2 separate regions of the Pan troglodytes genome follow, and region 2 is linked to region 1. Evidence: chromatin contacts called from public Hi-C data. All regions are on one chromosome and are shown on one strand. Each heading gives the region's core, a stretch centred on a gene start, on an enhancer-like site or on the middle of the called end of the contact. The rest is flanking DNA. Distances are from core to core; before and after follow the strand shown.

Region 1 (6,598 bases), core at 25-2,524:
GCCCTAAAGGTGCCCACTGCTGCTTCCTCGGGGAAGGGCAAGAGACCGGAGCCCCCGCCTCACCAGCCACCTGGCCTGAGTTTACTGCTGCAGGGGCCAGCTCCTTCCTGACCTCTCTCTACGGGCCAGACCCTAAGCTGGGACCCCCTGCTTCCACCTCAAGTGGAGAAGGGGTGAGTCTGACTCTGCAGAGACCAATTTCCAGGACAGGACCCCCATCGGAGGCCCTGGGCCCAGGGGACCCTCTCTGGGCTCGCATCCCCGTTCCGGCCCCTGCGCAGGGAAGCCACGGGGTAAGGGGTCCGGGGGCTGCAGTGCGGCCCCAGCTCATACAGGCCCAGGATTCCACCGGAGTCCAGGGTGGGAGCCCTCAGACACCGCACCCCAGCCTCCGGGCTGAGCCAGTCTCAGAGAAGGGCTTGGACTTGCCTGGTGTCCCCCAGTGAATCAGCAGTGAAAACCCGCGGTTCCCGGCAGCTGAGCCAGGATCCATATAATTTCAGTTGCAGAATCTGTTTGTCCTTGAAGCCCCTCCTACCGTCACACGTTGCCAGCTGGACAGACCGCACCCCCACCACCCAGGGTGTGGCCTAGAAGGGAGATCAGGGCGGATCAGCACCGGGGCCGGCTGCGATCCTGGGCCGGAGAGCACCTTCCTGCCCTCACTCATGTCATGCATTCCGCCCTGGACGCCAGGAACTGCCCGCTGGGCAGCTGCAAGTGGCCAGGACTTTGGCCAAAAGCTGGGGAATCCTGGCCTTTATGCAGGGTCGGGGGTCTTCCTATGGGCCCCCGGCCAGGGCGGAGGACAGGAAGAGGGCTCTGGGAGTCCTGGGCCCGTGTGCCTTCAGCCTCAGCCTCGGGTATCCCGCCGGGGCGGCTTGATGGGCCAAGGGGGCTCAGGAAGCTTCGGCCCAGCCCGGTGCCCTCTCCCGAGTCTGTCGTTACCGAACGGCCATGCGAGGGCGCCCAGCGCGACAGGGACCACCTCCTGACCTCCACGGAGGACCAAAGGCACCCGGGGGGACGCCCGGCCATCACTCCACGGGCGAGGTCGCTCCCCCAGGGAGAAGGGCTCCCCAGAGTCCGAGCGCCCTTGGAGAAAGTCGGCCGGACCTGGGCCTGCGCCGCAACCCCCGCCCACCGCAACTTTCGCGGGCGGTAGCGGGGCAGGAAGTGGGGGGGCGGGGGCGGCGCTTGGGACGCGGGGAGGTGCCAGGCGAGTGCTCCGGCCCCGCCCCTGCCCCGCCCGGCCGTGGCCGCGCCCCCTGCGCCCCAAGCGCCCCGGAGCCGCGGAGCCGCCGAGCCGCGGAGTCGTCGAGTCGCAGCGCCGGGCGTGGGGACTGCGGGTGGGGCGAACAAAGCGGCGGCGACGCGGGCGGCCCAGGCCCGGGACGCGCGGAGCGAGCGACCCCGCCGGGCCTTTGTCTCGGGCGGGGCAGGAGCCGCGGCGGCCGCGGGGCGCCCCGAGCGCAGAATGCGGCGCCCGGCGGCGCGGATTGGGGAGCGCTGCGGCGACTGGCTGCGTGGAGCCCGGCTCGGGGCCCGCAGGCACTTGCGTGTGTGAAGCGGGGAGATCCGGCGCGCTGCCCCTTGCTCGCCCCGCGGCCGCACGTGGGCGGGAGCGGCGGCCCGAGAGGAGCCCGAGGAGGAGGAGGAGGAAGAGGAGGGGACGCACGGCGGCGCAGCGGGGGACCTGGGGCAGCGCGCGCGAAGCCCCGCCCCGGCCCTGAGCCCCGCGCGCGCGGGCGGGATGCCCCGCGGCCGCTGCACTTTGGCTCCAGCACTGCTCTGAGCCGGTCGGGCCCGCGGGCGCCATGGAGCAGTGGCGGCAGTGCGGCCGCTGGCTCATCGACTGCAAGGTCCTGCCGCCCAACCACCGGGTGGTGTGGCCCTCGGCCGTGGTCTTCGACCTGGCGCAGGCGCTGCGCGACGGGGTCCTTCTGTGCCAGCTGCTGCACAACCTCTCCCCCGGCTCCATCGACCTCAAGGACATCAACTTCCGGCCGCAGATGTCCCAGGTGAGCGCCCGGCGGGCGGGAGGGCCCCGGGGCTGCGGCGTTCGCGCTGCCCGACGCGCGGACTGAACGCGGAGGTCGCAGCGGCGGCGGCCCAGGCGCCCTGGCTGGGGCGGCCGGGCTCCGGGACGCGGGCGGGCGGCTGGAGGGTGCGCCCCGGGTCTCCGAGACGCGACCTCAGGAGGCGCGAAGTTGGCCAAAGTCCCCCCAGCCTGGGTCGCGCCGCCGCCGCCCGCGGGCACTGCTCTGGTGCGCCGGTTGCGCGGTCTGCGCGGCCTGGGATAGGGGAGGCTCTGGCGCTGCGCTCGCTCTGCGGGGCCCTGCGAGTGGCCCCTCATTCCCCAGGGAGCCTGCCGAGCCGGGTGTGCGCGTCGTGGGTCGCATCCTCGGGCCTCGCGCCTCCTGGCCGGACGCCGGTGGAAGAGCGGGCGCGGTCGCTGCGCCGGCCCGGGGCGCGGCTGGAGGGCCCGGGAGGGGCGCGGGGCGGGAGCCCTCGGGGCCGGAGGGAGCTGGGTTCGCCCCGGGCACCGCCCCCTCGCCAGCCTCCGCCTCTTCCCGGACCCGGACCCGGGCCACTTGGCGCCAGTCCTGGCTCCCGGGTCGAGCCGCCCCGAGGATCCCCAGGGCCACTTGGCCCCAGTCCTGGCCCCCATCGCTTTCCCAACACCCCCACCCCTCCTTCGGGCGCTGAGCGTGGCCTTTGTCGCGGCGGAGGCACGCGTGCGGCCGCAGGGCCAGGCAGGAAAATGCCTGCCCCGCCGAACGGAGCTGCTTTTCTTGGCCTCTTAGAGGGAACTTGGCTAAGACTTGAGAGAATCGAGGCTTCCGTCCTGTTCTCCGGGGGTCGCGGAATCCTTACCGGGAGCAGCTTAGAAGAGGTCGGGGGAGGCAGAGGGGGTGGCAGCCGGGTCCACCCAGCGCCGAGGAGGTGCGATCTTCCAGCCAGCTCAGCAGCCCCTCACCGCGCGCAGTGGCAACTCCATGTGGAGAGGGACCATTCACCAGTGGGACTTAGGACGTGGTTCCTGGGAAGGAGGGAGAGTGAGTCACCAGCGATTCCAGGCTGGGCTGCGAGGCCTCTGCCCTTTGGCGGTGACTGCGTTTCCTAGGAGACCGGGCCTTTCTCTGCCGGGTTGGGGGGCGCTGACAAAGGCAAGCCCTGAGGGGAAGGGGCCGCCTTCCCACTGGGTAATGATTACCTAGCACTGCCTGGACCGGCTTAGCAGGAGCCCTCAGAGGCCTCCCTGGGAGCCAGCCCCTCTTCCCGCAGGATGTCAGTGGTCAGGTGCAGGTGGCGGGGGTGGCGGTCACCGCTGCAGAGGGCTTCCCCAGATCTGTTCTCAGAGCCCCACGGGGACTGGGAGGTCTGGACTCCATTTTATGGCTGGAGAAACTGAGGAGAAGGGTAGCTGTGGGGGAGCAGGGCTGGGCCTCGAACCAAGGCGGCTGCCTTTGATATGAGTTCCAGGGGCTGCCCAGGCTGACTTGCTCGGGCAGGATTCCCTGCTGCTTGCAGGCTGGGGCTCAGGGCAGAGGCAGGGCAGCTGGGTCCGCACAGAGGAGGCTTGGGAGGAACCCAGCCTTGCCTGGTGGACTCGCTGGGTCCGGGGGCTGCCCCTCCCCAGCTGTGGTTTGGGAAGATGGGAAGAGGAGGGGGCCGTGGCTGTGGCAGGTGGCTTGGCTCAGCCCCTGCACTGGAAGTTCAAGCCAGAGACTTCCTGGGGTCTCTGGAGCCATTGGCCAGGCAGCAATACGAACCCTGACAGAGGCCCCTTGAGCCCTGCTGCTGGGGGTGGACGGGTGTCTAGGGGTCCCGCTGCTGGGCCTGTAGAGGGGTGTTTAGGGGCCCTGCTGCCAGACTGGTGGAGGACATGTAGGGGCCTGGATGGTAGGAGGACCAGATGGGTGTGTGTCTGTGTGGCTCTCCGCTCTGATTGAATCCTGGCACTGTCCCCTCCCAGGTAGGCAACGACCTCCAGAGCCTCAGTTTCCCCATCTCTGTCATGAGAACAGTCATAGCAGTCCCCCCTTAGCCATGCTGTGAGGATTTGCTAAGGGCAGGCACAGAAGGCACACCCTTCGCACAGTGCCCAGGAAATGACCATCACCTGGACTCTGGCACGTAGTGCCCTGTGTCGCTGAGGCTGATCTTGCCATCCACTCCTCTGTCCCGTGGAGGGTGGGCCACCTTTGTACGGCTGTTGCCTGCACAGGGACGGCTGCAGGTGCTCCCTTAACCCTCACATTGGCTATGACGGCCCCGCCTGTACATTCAACGTGGAGAAACCACTTTACTGCATCTGGCTGCACACAGGGGTTGGGAGAAAGACTTCGTTTCTCTGTATGGCTGGTGTTTGTTTTCTGGGAAACTCACTTTTTTTTTTCTTTTTGGAGATGGAGTCTTGCTCTGTCGCCCAGGCTGGAGTGCGGTGGCGCAATCTCAGCTCACTGCAACCTCCACCTCCTGGGTTCAAGCGATTCTGCTGCCTCAGCCTCCTGAGTAGCTGGGACTACAGGCATGCTCCACCACGCCCAGCTATTTTTTTTTTTTTTTTTTTTGAGATAGAGTCTTGCTCTGTTGCCCAGGCTGGAGTGCAGTGGCACGGTCTCGGCTCACTGCAACCTCCACTTCCTGGGTTCAAGCAATTCTCCTGCCTCAGCCTCCCGAGTAGCTGGGATTACAGGCACCTGCCACCATGCCCGGCTAATTTTTTGTATTTTTTGTATTTTTTTTTTTTTGAGATGGAGTTTTGCTCTTGTTGCCCAGGCTGGAGTGCAATGGTGCTATCTCAGCTCACCACAACATCCACCTCCCGGGTTCAAGCGATTCTCCTGCGTCAGCCTCCCAAGTCGGCTGGGATGACAGGCATGCGCCACCATGCCTGGCTAATTTTGTATTTTTAGTAGAGACGGGGTTTCTCTATGTTGGTCAGGCTGGTCTTGAACTCCTGACCTCAGGTGATCCACCCGCCTCGGCCTCCCAAAGTGTTGGGATTACAGGCGTGAGCCACTGCACCCAGCCTGTATTTTTAGTAGAGACGGGGTTTTACCATGTTGGCCAGGCTGGGCTCGAACTCCTGACCTCGTGATCCACCTGCCTAGGCCTCCCTAAGTGTTGGGATTACAGGCGTGAGCCACCGTGCCCGGCCCATGCCCAGCTATTTTTTGTATTTTTAGTAGAGACGGTGTTTCACTATGTTGGCCAGGCTGATCTCGAACTCCTGACCTTGTGATCTGCCCACCTCGGCCTCCCAAAGTGGTGGGATTACAGGCGTGAGCCACGGTGCCCCACCCACACCCAGCTCTTTTTTGTGTTTTTAGTAGAGACGGGGTTTCACTATGTTGGCCAGGCTGGTCTCGAACTCCTGACCTCATGATCTGCTCGCCTCAGCCTCCCAAAGTGCTGGGATTACAGACGTGAGCCCCCGCGCCCGGCTGAAACTCCCGTTTCTTAAGGGGTGGGGATGGGAGAGGGAAGAAGTCATCTCCACCCTTGGTGGTTGGGTCATAGAAAAATCACATCTGCTCTTTCTTACCTGCCCTGCTGTGGCCTAAGCACAAGCCTAGGTGGGGGTTGCTGCCTGTGTTTAATAGGTGAGGCCGTCAAGGTTCGGAGAGCTTGAGTGACTCCCCATCACCCCACCACTCCTGCCCAGAGCAGTAAGTGGCAAAACCAGCATAGGGATTGCAGTCTCCCTCCCAGGACTGTTTAAATAAATGATGACTGCAGGCCTTCCTAAGCTGGCTTACTCTCTTGTAGACTTTCTGAGGGATGTCCCTGGCCTCATTCTTGGGTTTTGGGTTGTCACGGTGTGTGTCTGTTTTCATGGGGTGGCTGGGGTGGGGGGTGGGTGCCTGTGATCCCTGGCTGGTGAGTTGCAGGGCCCCTCGAGGGCACACGGCGGGGAGTCGCCCACCTCCCTGCCAGTCATGGCATATGGGGCCGTCTAGCCCGGAGGCCTCTATGATGTCCCCTCCTTCCAGAATTTCCCCTGGCTTCTCATGGTGACATCCTATTTTCAGAGGACTTGGAGCACCCCTCCTGCTTTGAGTTTAATCTGGGCTGGGTTATTTGCCCTAATGGAGCATCATAGCAATGTGCATTTATGCAGCACCTGCTGTGTGCAGAGCCAGGTGCTAGGAGGTGGTCACAGAGATCCCAGTTGCCCACCTGGTCATTTCTTCTGAAGCTGGCAGGATCTACTTTATTTTACTTTGTTTTTTATCCGAAGTGCCTGGAAGCCCTGTGGGTTTAATTAAACTAATTGGATATGGCCACAATCTGCTGACCCTAACGAGAGATCGGGTATGTCTGGAGCAGCTTCGGTTGGGAGGTCCCGAGGTTGCCTGTGCCAGCATCTGCAGTTTGCACCCTTAAGGTACCACCCGCCGTCCAGCCTCTGACTTGCCCACATCGTCCTGGTGGCCTCCTCCTCGTAAAACACATCAGGCAGCCATTGCTGGGACACCACGCAAAGGCTTGGCCCTGGGCCTGCCAGAGTCTGTCTCCCACCTCCACCTCAACTCCCTGTGCTCCCTGCCTCTTCCCGGACACGCCAGCCTGGCGATGGTTTTGGCAT
Region 2 (5,853 bases), core at 2,935-5,434, 210 kb after region 1:
CATGCACACACACCCCACCCAGTACAGCCTGCTTACACACACAGTCACACACACCCCACCCAGCACAGCCCGCTCACTTCTGCCTCTTGTTTTCAAGGACTTGGCGATGTACATCAATGAAGTTAAACGGGACAAGGAGACCTTGAGGAAAATCAGCGAATTTCAGAGTTCTATAGAAAATTTGGTGAGTGAGACTGACTCTTCAGGCTAGGGAAGGTCGATGAGGACAGAACCTATAAAGTCACGTTCACAGCCCCAGTATTGAGTGAGCTCCATGGGCAGCCACACCATGGCTGCCTGTTGAGAGGCTGGTGCCCGGCAACTTCTGAGTTTGATCTCAGACCCCCAGCATCCACGCTTCCTTGCCCACGACAGCCAACCCAAGTGCCCTGTGCACTGAAGACTGCCTGTGCTCGGGGGGAGGGGGACGGGGAGGGGAGGGGACAGGGGAGGGACTGTATTCATTGCCCAGCCCCCCTTCTCCCCCAAGCCTAGACAGAAGACCCCTTCAAGTCCAAGAGGAGAACTGTGTCTCCCAGGGGCAGGAGACGCCCCCTGGTTCGTGGACTCCTGGCACACCCTCACCTTGACTCTCCCCTCCAGGGGCAATGGACAGGGTTTGGGCCCAGGCTCGGTGGGGCCGGCAGTCGCCTCTGCTCCTCGGACCCCATCAGGCAGGGCTGCCACCTCCTGGGACTCCCCAGAGCCTAGCCCTGCAGAGGCCAGGCTTGGGCTACCGAGTCAGTCACCTCGTCCTGCCTGGGGAGAGGGGATGCGCCACCCCAGGAAGCAAACTCCCTGGTCTGTGCTGACCAGAGCCGACTTCCCGAGGATCTGCTGGTTCTAACCTGGGCTTCTCCACCTCAGCACTGCTGACGTCTGGGGCCGGATCATTCTTGGTTGTGGGACCTGCCCTGTGCGTTACAGGATGTGGAGCAGTGTACCTGGCTGCCACCCACCAGACACCAGTAGCACCCCCACCCCCTCAAGTAATGCCAACCAGATATGCCTCTGGACATTACCAGAGGGTCCTTTGGGTGGCAAAATTACCCCTGGTGGTGAATCACAAACATTTTCACCCTGGTGATTTCACTCGCATGAAGCTGGCAGGGGAAGGTCCCCGATGGCCAGGCCACACCCACCCGGTGCCAGCAGCACAAAGAGAATGCCCTCCACGAACGTGGGGCACAGAAAAGCACCTGCGATACGTCGGCGATGAAAGGAAAAAAAATAAGCTTCTGAAGGGCATTATGATACTGCCCCCTTCATCTTTCATTTTAGAAAGAAATTAAAATGTGTGGGTGCAGAGGAGGCCAAGGACGGCCGCACCCTGCACCATCAGCACCTGGCGGGTCCGTGCTGCCGTGAGCTCCTGCGCGAGGCGTTCACAAATGCGTACAGTGAGCACGACGTGAGGAGAAAAGTTCGTTTTGTTTTGTTTTTTAAGTTTTTACATAGAAGTAATACTTGTTCATTAAACAGCAAGAACAGGCTGGGCGCGGTGGTCATGCCTGTAATCCCAGCACTCTGGGAGGCTGAGGTGGAAGGATCACTTGAGGTCAGGAGTTCGAGACCAACCTGGCAAATGTGGTAAAACCCTGTCTCTACTAAAAATACAAAAATTAGCCAGGCGTGCTGGCGGGTGCCTATAATCCCAGCTACTTGGGAGGCTGAGGCAGGAGAATCTCTTGAACCCGGGAGGCGGAGGTTGCAGTGAGCCACGATTGCGCCACTGCACTCCAGCCTGGGTGACAGAGTGAGACTACCTCAAAAACGACAACAGCAAGAATAAAACAGCATGGCCAGCAGGCGTCGAGCATCCCCATGAGCCAGGCCCTGTACCCAGTCCTGGCTCTGAATCCCGTCACCACAGGGAAGGTGGTGAGAGCTGAGATCAGAGGCCTGGAGCAAGTTGACTGGGACTATGTGGCACCAAAGCTGTCCTTGCAGCCTCTGGGGCTGAGACCTTGGAAGGAGACACTGAGCCTGTGCCTCGAGCACCTCCCAGGCAGGGCCCTGTTCTTGTCTTGAAGCATTTTCCTCCACCTTTTCCTGTCTGTGGACACTTTGAAAGCCACGCAGGGAACATGTCAAGAGAAGCTCTCTCTGAATCAGAAGAGTCACAGAGACAAAACCAGACAGACAACGAAAATGAACCTCAGCGAACCACACAGGGGTCTGAGTCGAAGCCTCACCCTTGGCAGGACCCCGGCCCCACCCGCCCTGCAGCAGATAGGCACTGTTTGTTCTCTCCTGAACGTGGGGCTTGGGCTTCTGGCTTTTCCGACCGGGTCCCGCTTGGGGCTCCACACAGCGGCGGCCTCTGTGAACGCAACTGGCACAGTCAATCGCCCTTTGTCCCAAGAGCTGAAGGGAGCCCCTTGGCGGGGCTGGCCAGGAAAGGGAGAGAAGCTGCCAGGCCCAGTTCCTTCCCGGTCTTCTGCACCCTCCCTCGTCCATCCTGAGCACCAGCTGGGAGCCACAGGGGCTGTTTCCCTTCGTCCCGCCTCTGCTGCCTGTGGGGAGTTCCCTTGGGTGCACGACAGTCTGCCCTGCCCCTGCGGTCAGGAGAACTGGGGCTGCTCCAGCCCCAGCTGACGGCCCCTCTCCTTCTTCCCAGCAAGTGAAACTGGAGGAATTTGGAAGACCAAAGATTGACGGGGAACTGAAAGTCCGGTCCATAGTCAACCACACCAAGCAGGACAGGTGAGCGGGGCGCGCGTTGTGGGCTGGGTGGCGTCCCGCCAGGGTCTGGCTCTCCCTCCCAGGGAGCCACTCCTAAGTGGCTCTGGAAGCCAGGCCTTCCTGTGGAAAGAGCTGCCTGGCGGTGGCTTTGTGTTGTTCAGTTTTAATTGCTTCCTTCCTTCTCGTCAGCGAGCGGGCGCCACAGCAGTGGGGCTTTTGTGCCCGTGGCGGGCACCAGGCTGGGCTGGGGCAGCCAAAGATGAGGGCCAGGCCCCTCACTGCCAATGCTCAGCCTCCAGGAACCCAAGACAGGCCCAGAGTGGTCGGATGGGCTCTTTGCCAAATGACTGCCGGAGAGTGTCCAGGCGCACGGTGGCCCAGGCTTGTCCAGGGCCCTCCTTGTGCACCTACTGTATGCTGGGGCAGGGGTCACAGCAGATCTGGGTCCCGCCCTCTTGAGGCTCCCAGTCCAGCGCGGGATCAACTGGGAGTAGCCATCGGGGGTCAGTGTTGCATGGGAGGCCAGCGTGGGGGATGCAGGAGCCCCTTGAAGGGCTCCTGGCACAGCCTCAGTCACGGGGGTAGGGAGCCAAGGAAGGCTTCCTGGAGAAGCAGTGTGGGAACAGCCGAGACCTGACCGAGGCTCAGCATTAGCCTGGTGAGCCAGGTGAGGGCAGGGCTCGCCCGGAGAGGAAGCCGCGTGCCAGAGCCTCAGGCTCAGCTCCTGCCGCCTCCTCGGAGCAGAGCACACAGTGCTGGGGTGCTGATCCCCCGCTGCGCTGCCTGGCCCAGGTACTTGTTCCTGTTTGACAAGGTGGTCATCGTCTGCAAGCGGAAGGGCTACAGCTACGAGCTCAAGGAGATCATCGAGCTGCTGTTCCACAAGATGACCGACGACCCCATGAACAACAAGGACGTCAAGAAGGTGGGGCCTTCCGGGTCCCCCCTGCTACCCAGGAACGTGGGGGTGGCCTGGAGAGAGGCACTGGGTTCCAGACCCCAGGGGAAGGGGACTCGAAGTCAGCCGCTGATGCTGGCCGGGTGGGTTGGGGTGGGCGTCTCCACTCTGCAGGAAGGCTCCTCTCTGAGTCACTGCCTCGCTGTCGTGACCACTGCTCATAGCAGGCCTGCTCCTCGCCGGGCCCAGCGCCCCCCAGAAAGGTGGGCAAGACCAGAATCCCACTCCCCAGTGAGGCGACTGAAGCAGAGGGGAGAGGCCACCCCAAGGCCTCTAGTGAGGGTGGGACTTTCAACCTTGGCTTTCCATCTGGCCAGCCTGACTCTAGCCCATGTTGTCCCTTGTAGCAAGCAGGCTTTCCTCTCCCGTCCCACCCTGCGGTGCTTGGAGGAGGGCTGTGGGTAGGTCTGGCTGTGGCTTGTCCAAGACTCTACATGTAGCTGGCTGGGGCCTGTGGCTGCTGGGGTGGGGCCAGGGCTGCAGGGGTGGGGCCTGTGGCTGCTGGGGCGGGGCCAGGACTGCAGAGGTGGGCCTGTGGCTGCCAGGGGGTGGGGCCAGGGCTACAGGGACGGGGCCGAAGCTGCTGTGGGGCAGGACCATGGCTATAGGGCTATTGCTGGCTGGCTGTCTGGTTCAGTCCTGCTTCAGCTGAGGCTTCTGCCCATGGCACTTGAGCACCTACCGTGTGCAGCCCTGGTGGGGTGGGGGGCGGGGCTCAGGAGCCCTTGTTCTGAAAGTCCAGTCCCTGGCCTCCAGGGCTGGCAGTGTAGCCCTCGTCCAGACCCAGCAAGTGCAGACTGGATGAGCTGTTGAGGGTGACCCTCCCTGCCCTCATGCCCAAAACAAGTAACTGGGGCCCATGAGGCAGTCCTGCCACCAGCACCCAACACTCTGGGAAGAAATTCCTTTCCCCGCTGATCACCCCACCCCCAGCCTGGGCACTGAGGGGTGTCCCACCTGCCAGGGCTCCTGGCGCCCCCACACTGCGGCACCCACCACAGGGCCGGGCTTAGCCTCTCACTGACCGTGTTCCCCTTCCTCTCCTCTCCATGCTTCCTAGTCTCACGGGAAAATGGTAAGCACCTAGCGCCCAGGTCCTCCCACCTGCCTCAATCATCCCAGCCTGGTGCTGGCACTTCTGCCCGGAGCCAGGGGACCCAGGGGCCTGAGGGGCTGGGCTCAGGGTTTTCTTGGTCCTTCGTCCTCCACTCCCTTTCCTGATGATGAAATGATTTGTATTCATGATGAAAGGCTTGCCCGCTAAGACAGTGTGAAAGGAAAACTCCGTGATCCTCAGTCCCTGGAGCTCGGGGTCAGAGGCTGGGGTTTCTTGGTCTCTCTTCAGCTCTCCATCATCCTTTTTGTTTTTCTGTGTTCTCTCCCTCCTCCCTCCCTCTTTCTCCCCTTTTCCTCTCTCTTTCCTTGTCTTTCCTCCTCCCATCCCCGCTCCACGCTTCCCCTCTCCATCCCTCCCTTCGTTCCTCTTTCCCGCCATCTTTTCTAACCCAGTAGGCTCCTATTTGCCAAACTCTTTTTTCTGGACCACTTTGAGAGCCCTTTGTCCGAGAGCTCGGAGAGATGGCGAGGCCTGTGGGGTGGCCGAAGGGGAGGCAGGGAAGGGGGCAGTTGTGGGTTGCTCAGTCGGGGATGGCTTCACGGAGGGTGCCCCAGGCCCATGGCTGTTCCCTGCCTTTTTGTTGTTACTGTTCTACTTCAGAGAAGTGAGGTTTTTTTAGCATCGCATTTAGGAAGTGAAAGTGGGTGGTCAGGCCTTGTGGAGGGGCCCTGGGTGGGGCCCTGCGCTCATCCTTCCTGGGATCCTGCCCCCGCTTAACATGCATCTACATATGCACTCGGTGGAGCATCCTCGCACATGGGCGCAGGCAGGAGTGCAGATCTGCCCAGGCATGTGTGTGTGCACCCACAGGAGAGCTCACACGGGAGAGCACCCACAGGAGAGCACCCACAGGAGAGCTCCTACAGGAGAGCACGCACAGGAGAGCTCACACAGCATGGGTGCATGTGCATCATACGAGTTAGGACGTGTGTACCTGCAGGGACAGATACAAGTGTGTGTGTGCACATGCTCACAGGAGCACTGGGCACACTCATGCACAGGTGCACACGCATAGACACGTGTGCAGGCACAGATGCACACCCATGCACGCAGGAGCACACTAGTATGCATGCAGAGGTGAAGGCACAAGCGC

What was found. Hi-C and Micro-C count contacts between places; a contact is called where the count stands out from the background.
Region 2: a Hi-C map of stem cell-derived neural progenitor cells shows a contact between it and region 1, with 8 times the contacts expected there. The contact joins the enhancer-like site here to the promoter of VAV2 in region 1. A contact is called at or near these places in 6 of 7 Hi-C or Micro-C datasets (blood, induced pluripotent stem cells, a lymphoblastoid cell line and 1 more), 1 of 1 datasets of contacts at active chromatin or transcription factors (stem cell-derived excitatory neurons) and 1 of 1 other capture datasets (stem cell-derived neural stem cells).

What each region holds. Positions count from the first base shown.
Region 1 is chr11:4,408,746-4,415,343 of NHGRI_mPanTro3-v2.0_pri, forward strand. It overlaps VAV2 (vav guanine nucleotide exchange factor 2), which reads left to right and starts at 1,275. Exons shown (of 29, transcript XM_054658485.2): 1 at 1,275-2,021. The coding sequence starts at 1,818.
Region 2 is chr11:4,614,732-4,620,584 of NHGRI_mPanTro3-v2.0_pri, forward strand. VAV2 (vav guanine nucleotide exchange factor 2) reads left to right here. Exons shown (of 29, transcript XM_054658485.2): 12 at 98-184; 13 at 2,621-2,706; 14 at 3,478-3,610; 15 at 4,704-4,718. Among named protein-coding and RNA genes, the nearest start is that of SARDH, 43 kb to the right of the region's middle. Within about 2 kb of position 4,185, at least 8 of the 24 cell types and tissues checked have an H3K27ac peak or open chromatin away from gene starts, as enhancers often do. A contact at or near this core is called in induced pluripotent stem cells, stem cell-derived neural progenitor cells and stem cell-derived neural stem cells, where this site is marked.